2 separate regions of the Mus musculus genome follow, and region 2 is linked to region 1. Evidence: chromatin contacts called from public promoter capture Hi-C data. All regions are on one chromosome and are shown on one strand. Each heading gives the region's core, a stretch centred on a gene start, on an enhancer-like site or on the middle of the called end of the contact. The rest is flanking DNA. Distances are from core to core; before and after follow the strand shown.

Region 1 (5,881 bases), core at 2,425-4,924:
GCAGCAGCAGCAGCAGCAGCAGCAATGGGAGAGGAAGAGAGAGAGGGGAGGAGGGGCGAGCCTGTATGGGTACATACGGAGGCCAGCATTTGATAACACGATGTCTTCCTCAGCTTCTCTACTTTAGATTATGAGACAAGGTCTCTTCACTGACCTCATCCTTTGAGATGAACTGGCAGACTGAGGAGCCCTAGGAACTGCACCACAGTGCTCACCTGTCTCCTAGCTTCTTATGTGGGTGCTGGGAGATTCAAACTTGGGTCCTTATGGTTACAGCCAGCTCCTTGCTCAGCACACTCTTTTTGATGCTGAGACTAGAGCTTTGTCCATGCTAGCCAAATGCTCTGCCACTGATCTCTGTCTCAAGTCCCACCTTTTTTTATTAAAAACCTTTCCCATTTGACTTTATTGAATGATAAATACATTTCTGTCCTTTGTTAATGTGAAACTTACATGTCAAAAAAGATTAAGTGCACAAAACAGTCATTTTTAGTGTATTGGTAGGGCTGTAGAACCCTCACCATAAACTAATTTTAGCCTGTTTCTATCAACAGCTCTGCAATGAAACATTGTACCAATTATAACTCCATCTTCCACTCACCTGTCTGTCTGTGTTCCAAGGCCCCTAAACCCAGTCTACTTTTGCGTTCCATAGATTTGCTTATTCTGCACACTTCACTTAAATGGGATCACATAATATACAGTCTTTCTGTGTCTGGGGTTTTTCTTGGGAAGAGTTAAAATACATTTATTTATATCATGTATGTATTCTGTCTGTCTGTCTGTCTGTCTGTCTGTCTGTGTTCCAAGTGTATGCCTGGTGCCTGCAGAGCTCCAAAGACGGGTCTTGTCCTTGAGAACTGGAGTTACTAGCAGTTATGAGCTGTCACATGGGTTCTGGGAACTGAACCTGAGCATTAAAGGCTCTTAACTACTGAGCCTTCCCTCCAGCCCCTGTCACAATGTTTCATGTTATCACATAACATTGTGGTTCTTCCATATCGTAGCATATCCCAGCACTTTGTACCTTTTTATTATTCAATACTATTCCATTATCTGGAAATGCTGAGTCATGTTTATCCATTTATCAATAAGTGGACATTTGAGCTATTTGTGATGCTATTCCTGATGGACTGGATATCTTCATTTCATTTCTGGCTTGCTAGTTGTAGTGTATAGAGATACACAAGAAGTTTTTTGAACTTATATTCTGAAACCTTGCTGAACTTTAAAAAAAAATTACTGTTTTTTTAGTAGATTCTTTGAGATGTTTTTCTATTTATAAGATCATGTCATGTGTGATGGAGGCAGTTTTACTTCTTTCTTTCCATCTGGATGTTTTTATTTTGCTTACAGTCCCCGTGTTACCTCTCTCTAGTCTGCCGTGATGATTCCGAGTTCAAACTCATTATCCAGGCTGCTCTGCTTTTCCTCTTGTACTGTGAATTTCACAGTGAAACTTGAGGACTTGATGCCAAAAATAGAGAAAAGGGAGAGAGAATCTAAGAGGTTCAAGTTTGAGTTTTGTTTTTCATTTGAGCCAACCTATGTTTTTGGCTTGAGAATGCTGCCTTTGGAGTAGATGGCCATGAAGAAGCTATAGACAGAGCGAAGGGGAGACCATTGGTTCTCAAGAGTTTAGGAAGAGATGGTAGGGACGATGTACCTGGAACTGGCCTGGGGAGAACTGTATTGTCACTGTGGGTATCCCCCAACATCCCCATAAGATACATTAAATTTTTTTTTTTGGTTTTTCGAGACAGGGTTTCTCTGTGTAGCCCTGGCTGTCCTGGCACTCACTTTGTAGACCAGGCTGGCCTCGAACTCAGAAATTCGCCTGCCTCTGCCTCCCGAGTGCTGGGATTAAAGGCGTGCACCACCACGCCCGGCGATACATTAAATTTTTTAAAAAGAAGATCTACTTAGTGTTGCTTGAAACACACTAGGAGTTGGGAAGTATTCTGGGTCCTTTGCTGAGGAGAGCACCGGATGCTTTTGGTGCTCTGATGGAAGGCATCCATTGCCTTCTCAGCCTTGGTCTTCATCCTCATTAACAAGTGTTATTTGTATCTCCTCACTCTCCGTATGGAAGCCTCTAATTTTGTAAATATAGACCGAGCAACTGCTTTATGAAACACCCTTCAATACACGCCGTCTATGGGGTAGGAAGTGAGGTGATTGTGTTTATGGATGGGGAGGACCCGATGTAAGGAACGGCAATCCCTGTGTATCTGGGTTCTCAAGAGAAGCAAGCTCAACTGTGATGTAATGGGAGGACGCAGACAGGGGCAGGCAGTTTCAGAACTGCAGGAGAATATCATGTGATTTAGAGCACATGTGTTGAAAAGAACGACACAATGAGATGAAGGGCACTGCTGCTATATGCTGGGATATAGCAGCGGGAGGGACATAGTGTCTTGCGCTACAGATTCTGACATGCTGACAAATAACTGAAGCTCAAAAATATTTCTTCAACATTGTGGATCCCTTTGGCCTAGGAGGATGCCATGGTATGCTGTATTCTCTGTCTTTTAATGTTGAGAAGGGCAAATTGAAAAAGGTATTTTTGTTCAGCTAGTTCTGTCCCCTCCCCTCCCATCCCCCTTCTGCCCCACTCTTCTTCTTCCCTCTTGTTTTTTCTCCTCCTTCACATAGCTCAGGCCTGGGGCATTGCATAGACAACTGAGCTACATCAGTAGTCCCATCCATCTAATTTCTAAATGAAAGGGTATTTCTCTGGCTCCATAAATCTAAGATCATACTGTACTTTTAGCAACAGTGTTTGACAGCAAACAAACAAACAAACAAACAAAAAAGCAAAACAAAAAAACCCTAAAATCAACCAAATAACCAAATAACAACAAAACTGAAACTGTGTGTGTGGTTATCCTAACATTTTTAGACTTCTTGGAGGTAAAGTACCAAGCTAGAAACTTTCCAAAACAGATCATCTCTACTTTGTCTAACGCTGCTATAACTCCTCCATGAACGGACCATTTTCCTCTGTCTAATCATCCTGTGATCTAACTTATGTAAGTGAATAAGAGACACAAACACGAGAAGCAGTGTTCTGTCTGTATCTTTGTGTAAATAATTTTTCCTGTGCATTTTTGCATGTAGATTTGAAAGCCCTACATTAAAAGTTGCATTTCATACAGACTGACAAATACCAAAGTCATAAGATAGGAACATAGGCATATGTAGTCTCGGCCCCTTTAAAAGACTAAGTGGCAAAATGCTAAGTTTAGTTGTTACAGGTTTGTGAATTGGAATATACAAGTTGTTTGTTTAGGGGAGTGCATCTTCCATATCTAGCTTTGAGAGCCTGTATTTACCTAACTTACCTAAGGTTCTAGAGTCAACTGCAAAACAAGCTGGTTGGGTGAACCAACTTTTTTGAAAGTAGACCAGAAGGAGGCCTTCAGGGCTGTCAAGACTACAACTCCCAGAATGCTCGGTTCACTTTACAGTTTAGGGAGTGAGACCTGTCACAGCACCTATCGCTCCGGATCGAGACTACAATTCCCATTATTCTCAGAGGCTCCGGAAGCCCTATTAAGCACCACCTGTTGCCATAGCATCCGGGTCCAATCCAGCCAATCCTAGTGCACCTTCTGATAAGAGGCGGGCAGTTTGCTTCTCGGGCTAACCCGAAGCGGCCTACTTCTGGCACGTGACCGGAGGAGGCGGGCTTTTGGGACCGGCGCCTTCTCCTTGCTTCTTTTTTGGGGTCGTGGCCTTGCTCCTGCCCTGCAAGAGAAGCGTCCAGGGCTTTCACGCGCAAGTGTGCGCGTGGGTCCTGACGTGCTCGTAGGTCCACGCTCCAGACTCTGCGGGGACAGAAGCAGGAGCCATGGGCGGGACCGCTAGCACCCGCCGGGTCACCTTCGAGGCGGACGAGAACGAGAACATCACCGTGGTGAAGGGCATCCGGGTGAGTGCCGTGGGCGGGCGGAGGGCAGCCTTTGACCTCGGATCCCAACGCTGAAATGTGCCTGGGACAGCTGCACCTGCTTTCTCCGCTCTCGGCCCGCCCTGCTGTCCCGCTAGAAGTCTGGGTCTCTGGGAAGAAGCTCGTAGTTTCAAGACTCCGAACCTCCATTCAGAGAAAGTTCTTGGTTGTGTGCCAGGAGCCATGCACTGTGCCGGGGTGGTGGTGCCGGGTCACCACGGTCGTCCTTGCTCACTAGTTGCAGGACTTTATTAAAACTCTTGCTTCACTGTGCTGGTCCGTGTGCCTCCTGTACAGGACCCAAGCCCTTCTTTTCCACGCACAGTTCTTTCTCAGAGTGAATTGGTGTTTTAAGGATTACTCTTCTTTGCCTCTGTTATTCCCTGCCCCTCTTCTGGTATTACCATTCAAGTCATTCCTGACCCTGCTGCTAATTTCTGGCTTCTGGCTCTTTCCCTTCCACCTGATAATTTCGTTTTCCCAGGCGCCTCCCCTGTGGTTTGTTGGCCCAAGTTATGAACCTGACCCAGTTGGACTATACAGGCCTATAACTGCCAGCCTGCTAGGGGCGGAGGTCGGTTTGCAGGCCTTCAAGGTTGTAGAACTGAGACAACTTCTAAGGGATCGTTATAGAGACTTATTAAATGCCCTCTGCATGTACTTGATACATGAACTGAAAACTTGAATTTCCTCTAGGGCGTTAGTATACACACTAACAACTTTAATATTCTCCTTTGCCTCGACTTTGGAGCTTCATGCTTTGGGAAGTACACTTACTTGTATCTAGTAAATAGAGCACTATGACTTCAGAAGGTTTTAGAGTACTTTATATTTTCTGTCTACTGCTTTTACACAACTACTCTTAATTAACTATGTAAGAGTTACAAGGAAATAAAAACTTAAAAACATTTCAACTGCTTGAAAACTTTTTCCTTTGAAATTTGTTACTTTGAAAAGAACTTATTAAAGTTTTATTGATTAGAAACCCCAGACTGTTGAACTGAGTTTTTGAGTCTGTGACCAGCAATTCTCACTCTACTAGTGATAGAGCCCTTTGCCTGCTGTGGTTTAGTTGGTAGTTTTTGTAGTAAGATAAGAATTACTGCATACTTGAGTTTTGTACAGAGGTGGAGGGAAAAAAAAAAACCAAAAAAGAAAGGAAAAGAAAGTCGATAAAAGGCTTAGAATGTTGAAAACTTAAAAAAAAAAAAAAAAAAAGGAAAGTAAATTTCAGATGAAAAAACTGTTTAGAACAATGCATTAAGTCTTTCTCCTCATGTTTCATCACAGACAGGCCAGTGACACAAACTGTATGAGTTTGGGCACAGCATAGAGATTTAGATACAATATCAGATAGGGTAGAGTGATAGGCAGGGCAACAGGGATATGTATTCCATTCAAGTGATAAGATTGTTTTAAAGAGCTTCTGTAAACTTTAAAAACAAAACAAAACAAGAAAAACCCAACTATGTCTTTCAGCCATACAACTTGACATAAATTTCCTTTTTCAGATACATTTTATTTCTGTTGTTACAGTCCTGGCCCAGGCAGGCTTATTTTGATTTGTACGCAGCTCTTCTTCAAACACCCTTGGCAAGGTTCTCCTCTGCTTCTGGTCTTTTCAAGGATTGCCTGTAATCTTCTCCAGCGTTCTCTCCTTCAGTTTTCTTGTTCTTCAGACTGGTAGAGCTGCGTACATCTCTCGGATCTCTATTGTTTTCTAGCTCACAAGTCTCGTGGGCTTCTTGACACGGTCAGATTGTTATTTTTTTATTTTTTATTTTTTGTTTTTGTTTTTGTTTTTGAACAAAATATAGCTTTTTTGCAGCTTTTCTCAAAACTGGTATGTTGTTGAATTGGGAGGACTTGGAGCCATTTTGGGTTCCTTGAGGTCATGGACAGGAGAAAGCCAACTTGGAATTAAGCTGA
Region 2 (6,053 bases), core at 1,337-3,836, 2.1 Mb before region 1:
TGTAATAAAAGACCAGGCCTGAAAGGGTAGTGAATATCATTAGTTAGTAGTTGTCCCTTTGTGTCAGTCAGTCTCCATCAATAAGCAGATAGTGATATTGTGTGTGGCAGTGGTGGCTCAGGCTTTTAATCCCAGCACTTGGGAAGCAGAAGCAGGCAGATCTCTGAGTTCAAGGCCAGCCACAGAGTTTCAGAATAGCCAGAGCTTCATTAGAGAAACCCAGTCTCAAAAACAAAACAGAACAAAATTCCCCAAACAAAATGCCAAAACCCAACAACGAAAGTGACGTTGTTTCCTAGTGTTGGATTCTCACAGTGCAGGAGCTCAGTGTGCTACCCTCCCTGCAGAAACGGGAGAGCCAGTCTTCAGAATTCTATCTGAAGAACCACTTTGTGTCTCTCATGACTGCTAAATGAAACACCTGTGTATGGTTATCTGAATACAACTTACATCTAATTATCCAAAGTCTAACTTGCTTTACACATGAACACGAAGCTGTTGGTGTTTTTAGTTCTAACAAATGAGGAGCACATTAAGAAATAATCTAGTGGTGTAACTAAGGGTAGATGCGTGTTGCCTACCGGAGAGAGACCAAAACACACTTCTTTCAATCAGTTAGTATTCATAACTTTCACATACATGAAGATTTTGTTCCAAGTGCTAGCAAATAACCATTTTATTATATTTTTAGAGCAATCATGTTTATGGAAATATAGATAATTTTACTGTATATTACTCTGTAACTTTTTTTTTTAACCTTTGAAGATTGAATTCAGGGTTTTGTGCCAGGAGGGACTTTATCATTTAGTTACGTTCCAGGCTTTAACTTTTTTTACTTAAAAAAAATGTATTTACTTATTTTATATATGTGAGTGCACCGTAGCTCTGTTCAGACACACCAGAAGATATCCCATTACAAAAGGTTGTGAGCCACCATGTGGTGGCTGGGAATTGTACTCTCGCCACTGAACTGTCTCTCCAGCACCTAACTTTTTTACTTTGAGACAAGGTCTCATACCACTATGCCCAAATGTGATATATATATATATATATATATATATATATATATATATATATATATACACACACACACATACACACCCATATATATGTATGTGTATATATATGTATACACATACACACACACATATATAATTTTTAGCAATTTCATTCCTGTGTAAAATAAGTTGAGTCATTTTTATGCCCCTCCCCCTGCCCCCCAACATTTCCTCTCTCTTACACCAAAGAAACTGGTCTGGTTGCCTTTTTTGTGGTTTTTTTTTTTTTTTTTCTGCCTCTAGACATGGTTTGTAGACCAAGCTGGCCTTGAACTCAAAGAGATACACCTGCCTCTGCTTTCAGAGTCCTGGCTTGTGTCACCACGTCCAGCGAGACTGAGACTTTAAAACTTCAATTTCTTTCCTTACATTTCCCTTTTCTGTTTTAAATCCTCCCCTTAAACCTTTTGCTTTCAGGCCTCAAGTGTGCCAGACTAGCGCCCTACCACTGTGTGACATCCACAGTCCCATCCTACGTATTTTAATCCTGGATTTGAAAACTTGGTTCCTTTCACTTCTCCAAACCCCACTACATGCACACACCCTAGAATGGGGACAGATTTGTGTTTTTGGTCTCTGTTGTATGCTCCCAGCATATGGCACTGAACTGGGTACCAAGGAGCTCAGCACTTATATGAATAGATGAAGAATATAGGCAATAAACAGAATCGACCGCTCCAGGAGCGCCACTTACACCAGAGTTCTGGGAGGCAACCCGGGAAGTTCAGTAAATTGATTTTGTTATTTAGAATTTCTCGGTGCTCGAACCGGCTGCGGTTGTATTATGTCCTTTGAGACGTGTTTACTTGTGCAGTTTGCGAACCTGACGCACACTTCTGTGCAGGCTGGAAGAGTTCTGTGCAGCCAGCAACAGTTTGCAGGTAAGTCCACATGCTTTCACATCATCAGCAACTCATGCTACTCTGACTGCCCGCGTTCTCTTGAGAAATGTGCACATGGCAATTCAGGTATTTCTTCACTGGCGATTTTCCAGTAAGGAGGATGAGCTCAGCTGTACTGGTGGTAAAGGACGTGCAAAGACCGGGAAACGAATTAACGCTCACTTTTCCAAAAGTATCAACTCCCCACTCTAGATCAAATCCCGCGCTCTTGCAATGCTCAACCTGATTCTACCACCATACCGCCCCCGTCAGATACCTATCTATGGCGGGCGGGGCAGAAAAAGACACGTCCTAGCTTCCTCCGAATCAGTTAAGTTTCGTAGAATTTTGGTTTCCTACATTTCAGCTAACATTAGTGAAAACCGCCGACCACATGACACAGTAGCCACACACGCGGGCAGAAGAGGAAGCAAAACAAGAAGAAAGCCGGCGCTCCAGTAGCCACGTGAGGAACGAGTTCCCGAGCGCCTTCTCTAGTGATGACTTCAATTCCCGGCCTGCCCCGGGGCGGTTACTATCGGAGGACTACAACTCCCAGGGTGCAGTGGACCAGTCCGCCGCAACCTCCCACTCGCCCGCCTGCCGCTTGTCCCGCCCCTCCCCCGCCCCGCCCAGCCGGATCGGCATGCGCCTGCGCAGCGGAGGCCGGAGGAGTCTTACCCTAATGTAAGATGGTGGCCCGTCTAGCCGTGGAACCCACCGAAAGCTGAGAGTCTCTCTCTCAGCCGTAAAGGTCGGACTCACTGAAGCAGTCAGGCCCGGTTCTGAAGAGTTTTTTCGCCGACTCTCGTTCATTGGTCTCCTGTGAGGACTCGGCAACGCGTGGAGTCGGCTAAGAGAAAAGCGAGGCAAGGCAGGCGGGTGAGTGTCTGCGGGGCTGGGCTTAGGGGAAACCCGGCGCTGACCGGCTACGAGAGAGCGGAGGCTTCGCTGGGACTGTGCAGGCCGCACCCCCCTTTCTCCCCACCCCCCCACCCCCGCCCGCCTCGTCTTCACCCTCCTCCTCCTCCTCTGGCTGCCTCCTCCTCCTCTTCTTCCTCCCTCTCCCCTCTACGCCACAGCAGTTATCACCAGGAAAAGGCAGCCGGGTTGGAGGCAGCGCGGCAGCGAGCGCCGGCTCTCCTTGGAGAATTTCTTCAATTGAGAACCCAAGAGGGCTTCTCATCACCAGTTTTCCCCGCATTTTTCTGGCAACAGTATCCTTAGGTCTTGGTCCTCCTGTTTCCCCAGCCTCCTTTCCCCTCTGACGTCCTTTCCTACTGGCCCCGGTCTCCCAAGCCAGAGCCATCATTTCCACTCTGACGGGTGCTGCTGCTCACTGCCCACCCGTCCTGCTTGGTGGGCTTTTTTGCCCCTTTTTGCCCCATCCCTTCCAGAAAGGCTGCTCTGGATCTAGCCTCTGCTCCCCTCTGGTGCTTGCAGTCAGCCCCCAGTCTGTCTGCCAGACCCGAGTTGATTCCGATGTGCAAGTCTCCTTTAACCGCATCTGTCATCTTAAAGCCACCTCGTGAGTATCTAAATCATGTTGCTGCTCCGTTGCTCCGTATAACCCACCTGTTTCTTAACCTACTTGAGAATTGTCGGTTCCTTCCCTCTTTCCAATGCAGACTCTTTGAGCACACACTCCAGGATAGGGGAGATGATGCCCCGTGTTGTTCCTTGAAAAGTAAAGGAAGTTAGGAAGTGAATGAAGTGAGTGGGAGACTATTAACGTTAAGAGAAAAGAGCTTTCTTCGGGCTACTCGGGAAAGGAATGTTTTGCTTTTTTGATCTTTTTGTTGCTCATTTGCTATCCTTTTTTACCCCTCTTTTCATTTTCGACCTTCTCCGTGCTACTCAGCATTCTCCTGAATTGCCATTCCTCAGGACACTTGATGTTGTCTCTGATTATACCCATAAAGATCAGCTTAGAATTTCAAAACCAGGTGAATCTAGCGCGCACACACACACTTCATCCCCGAACACCACATGCAAATAAATACAGATGGTATTTTGATTGTATGTGGGTTACAGATTCCTTTTGTATCAATTATTGGCTCCGTTATATTGATGTTTATGTTAATTGATAACATTTATTTGTGATGGGTGCAAATTTGACTTTTCCCCCCTCTCTTTTGATCTGGGAAATTCCCTCTTTTGACATTTCTAGGATAGGAGTTATCAGAATAAGTTGTATGGAAAAACACATTGGGTATGTATGAAGAGAAGTTGATATTTTGGGGTAAACTTAAATTCCTTTTTTTCCCATAGAAACTATGGGGGCTGAGAAAAGAAGTCACAAAGCTGAGCATACGCATGCTTCAATGGCACTTAGCTGTTATTACCTGTAGTAAGTAAGAGCTAGAAACTGAAGAGCAAGGGGTGGCTTATGGTCTCTACAGTAGAGTGAAAGCAGAATTGAAATGCACTAGTTTGTGTAATCAGGAGTTAGAGTATTTGCTATAATACACCACAGTGACATAAAGAATTACCAGAACAGCAAATAAGATTATATAGGTCAGATAAACACATGTCAAGTTTGAACATAAGACATTGTGTTCTTAATATATATATAAAAATATTTAAAGTCACAATAACAGTCTCATAATGAAGTATGTCGCTTATTGGGGGGAAATAGTAACAACTTAAGTGTAAATACAAACGCAGTTCTTCTAGTTACTTTCACACATTACTGTTATTGTAAATCTTACATATTTCACCTATAAAGCTTGACTATTCTTATATTTGATGTTATATTAAGTTGCTGTGAAAAGTTTTTAAAAATGTAAACTAAGGTTAGAAAAGCTGCTCATAAAGCTTCCTCTCCTTCCTCCTCTTCCTCCTCCTCCTCCCCCTCGGCTGTCTGTCTGTCTGTCTTTCTTTCGTTCGTTCTTTCTTTTGTTCTTTCTCTCTTTCCTTTTTTTTTTTAAGACAGGGTCTTTATGTAGCTCTGACTGACCAGCAATGTAGATCAGGCTAGCCTTGAACTTGAAGACAGTCACCTGACTCTTCATCTTGTCACTCATGGTCAAAGCTCTTTATTTCAGCCACTTAAGCCCCAATTTGGCAAAATGGAATAAATCCCTATTCTTCTAAAAAATTGGAAGCATTTTATATAAGCATCCATTGTTTTTAGTTATACCTTGAAGTTAAAAAGAAAATAATACTTTTCGTTTAGTTTACCAATAACTTGTCTTTAACTCCAAGTAAAAAGTAGATACTGGTGGAAAAGCTTGCCACTTTGAACAATCTTGTCTAGATACTCTTGGCAGTCATACTTGGCTGAATTGTAAGCAGTATGTTCTAAGGAGAATGTCTGATAGAAGGGGATGAGTGATTTTTTTTTAATGCATCTTTTCTTTTGTAAAGCTATTTGGCTCACTAAATATCGTAAATAATTTCTCTTCTTCCTCTGGGGTCATCAAATTCTTGCTTCTAGCATAGAGAAGATGTAAAAATGTTCTTTAACACATTGACAGGAGGAAGTAAGCTGAAGTTTATAAATATTTTTGTGTAGTCTTCATTTGTAACATTTAACATGGAGGCGTCATACTTAATGATTTTCTTTGATACTTTGTAGTTCTTTCTGCAAATTGAATAGCCAAAGTCTTCAAATGAATAGATTGTTTGTATAAGGTTTTTAAACATGAGTTATTTAAAGTTGGTTTACCATATAATTTTTTTGAAACTTGCATCTACAAACCTTTAATTTGATTAGGATGAGAGATATAATCAAACACCAAAATACAAAATAAAATTGTTTTGTGACACTTGTCAACTTCCTTCTAAATGGAAATACTAGAGGTAGCTTGCAGCCCATTACTTTGTTTTTGTTGTTCTGAAAGAAGGTCTTAACTATAGCTCAGGCTATCCTGGAACTGACTGTGTAAAAGAAGTTGTCTTCAAGCACAGGGTAGTCATCCTGTTTCAGCTTCCTTAGGCTGGAATTACATGTGTGAGCTACCATGTACACCAGTCCTGGATAACTCACTATTTTGTAAAAGACAGAGGGCATTGCCAAAAGATGAGCTCTTAGCATTAGGAGAATTTTACTTACTTGTTTGGTACTAGGCTAGACTATGGACGTTAAGTGGCCCCCTGCATATTAGACAGT

Evidence for each region. Promoter capture Hi-C pulls out the DNA fragments that hold promoters and counts their contacts.
Region 2: a promoter capture Hi-C map of pre-B cells shows a contact between it and region 1, with 5 times the contacts expected there. The contact joins the promoter of Cnot4 here to the promoter of Chchd3 in region 1. A contact is called at or near these places in 2 of 39 promoter capture datasets (liver and pre-B cells), 3 of 484 Hi-C or Micro-C datasets (CD4 T cells, liver and uterus) and 2 of 9 other capture datasets (adipose tissue and liver).

The regions. Positions count from the first base shown.
Region 1 is chr6:33,058,053-33,063,933 of GRCm38.p6, reverse strand. Chchd3 (coiled-coil-helix-coiled-coil-helix domain containing 3) reads left to right here and starts at 3,674. Exons shown (of 8, transcript NM_025336.2): 1 at 3,674-3,934. The coding sequence starts at 3,854.
Region 2 is chr6:35,130,270-35,136,322 of GRCm38.p6, reverse strand. Cnot4 (CCR4-NOT transcription complex, subunit 4) reads left to right here and starts at 2,586. Exons shown (of 12, transcript NM_001164413.1): 1 at 2,586-2,821. It overlaps Gm33046 (a long non-coding RNA gene), which reads right to left and starts at 2,792. Exons shown (of 5, transcript XR_868974.2): 1 at 2,621-2,792; 2 at 1,753-2,075.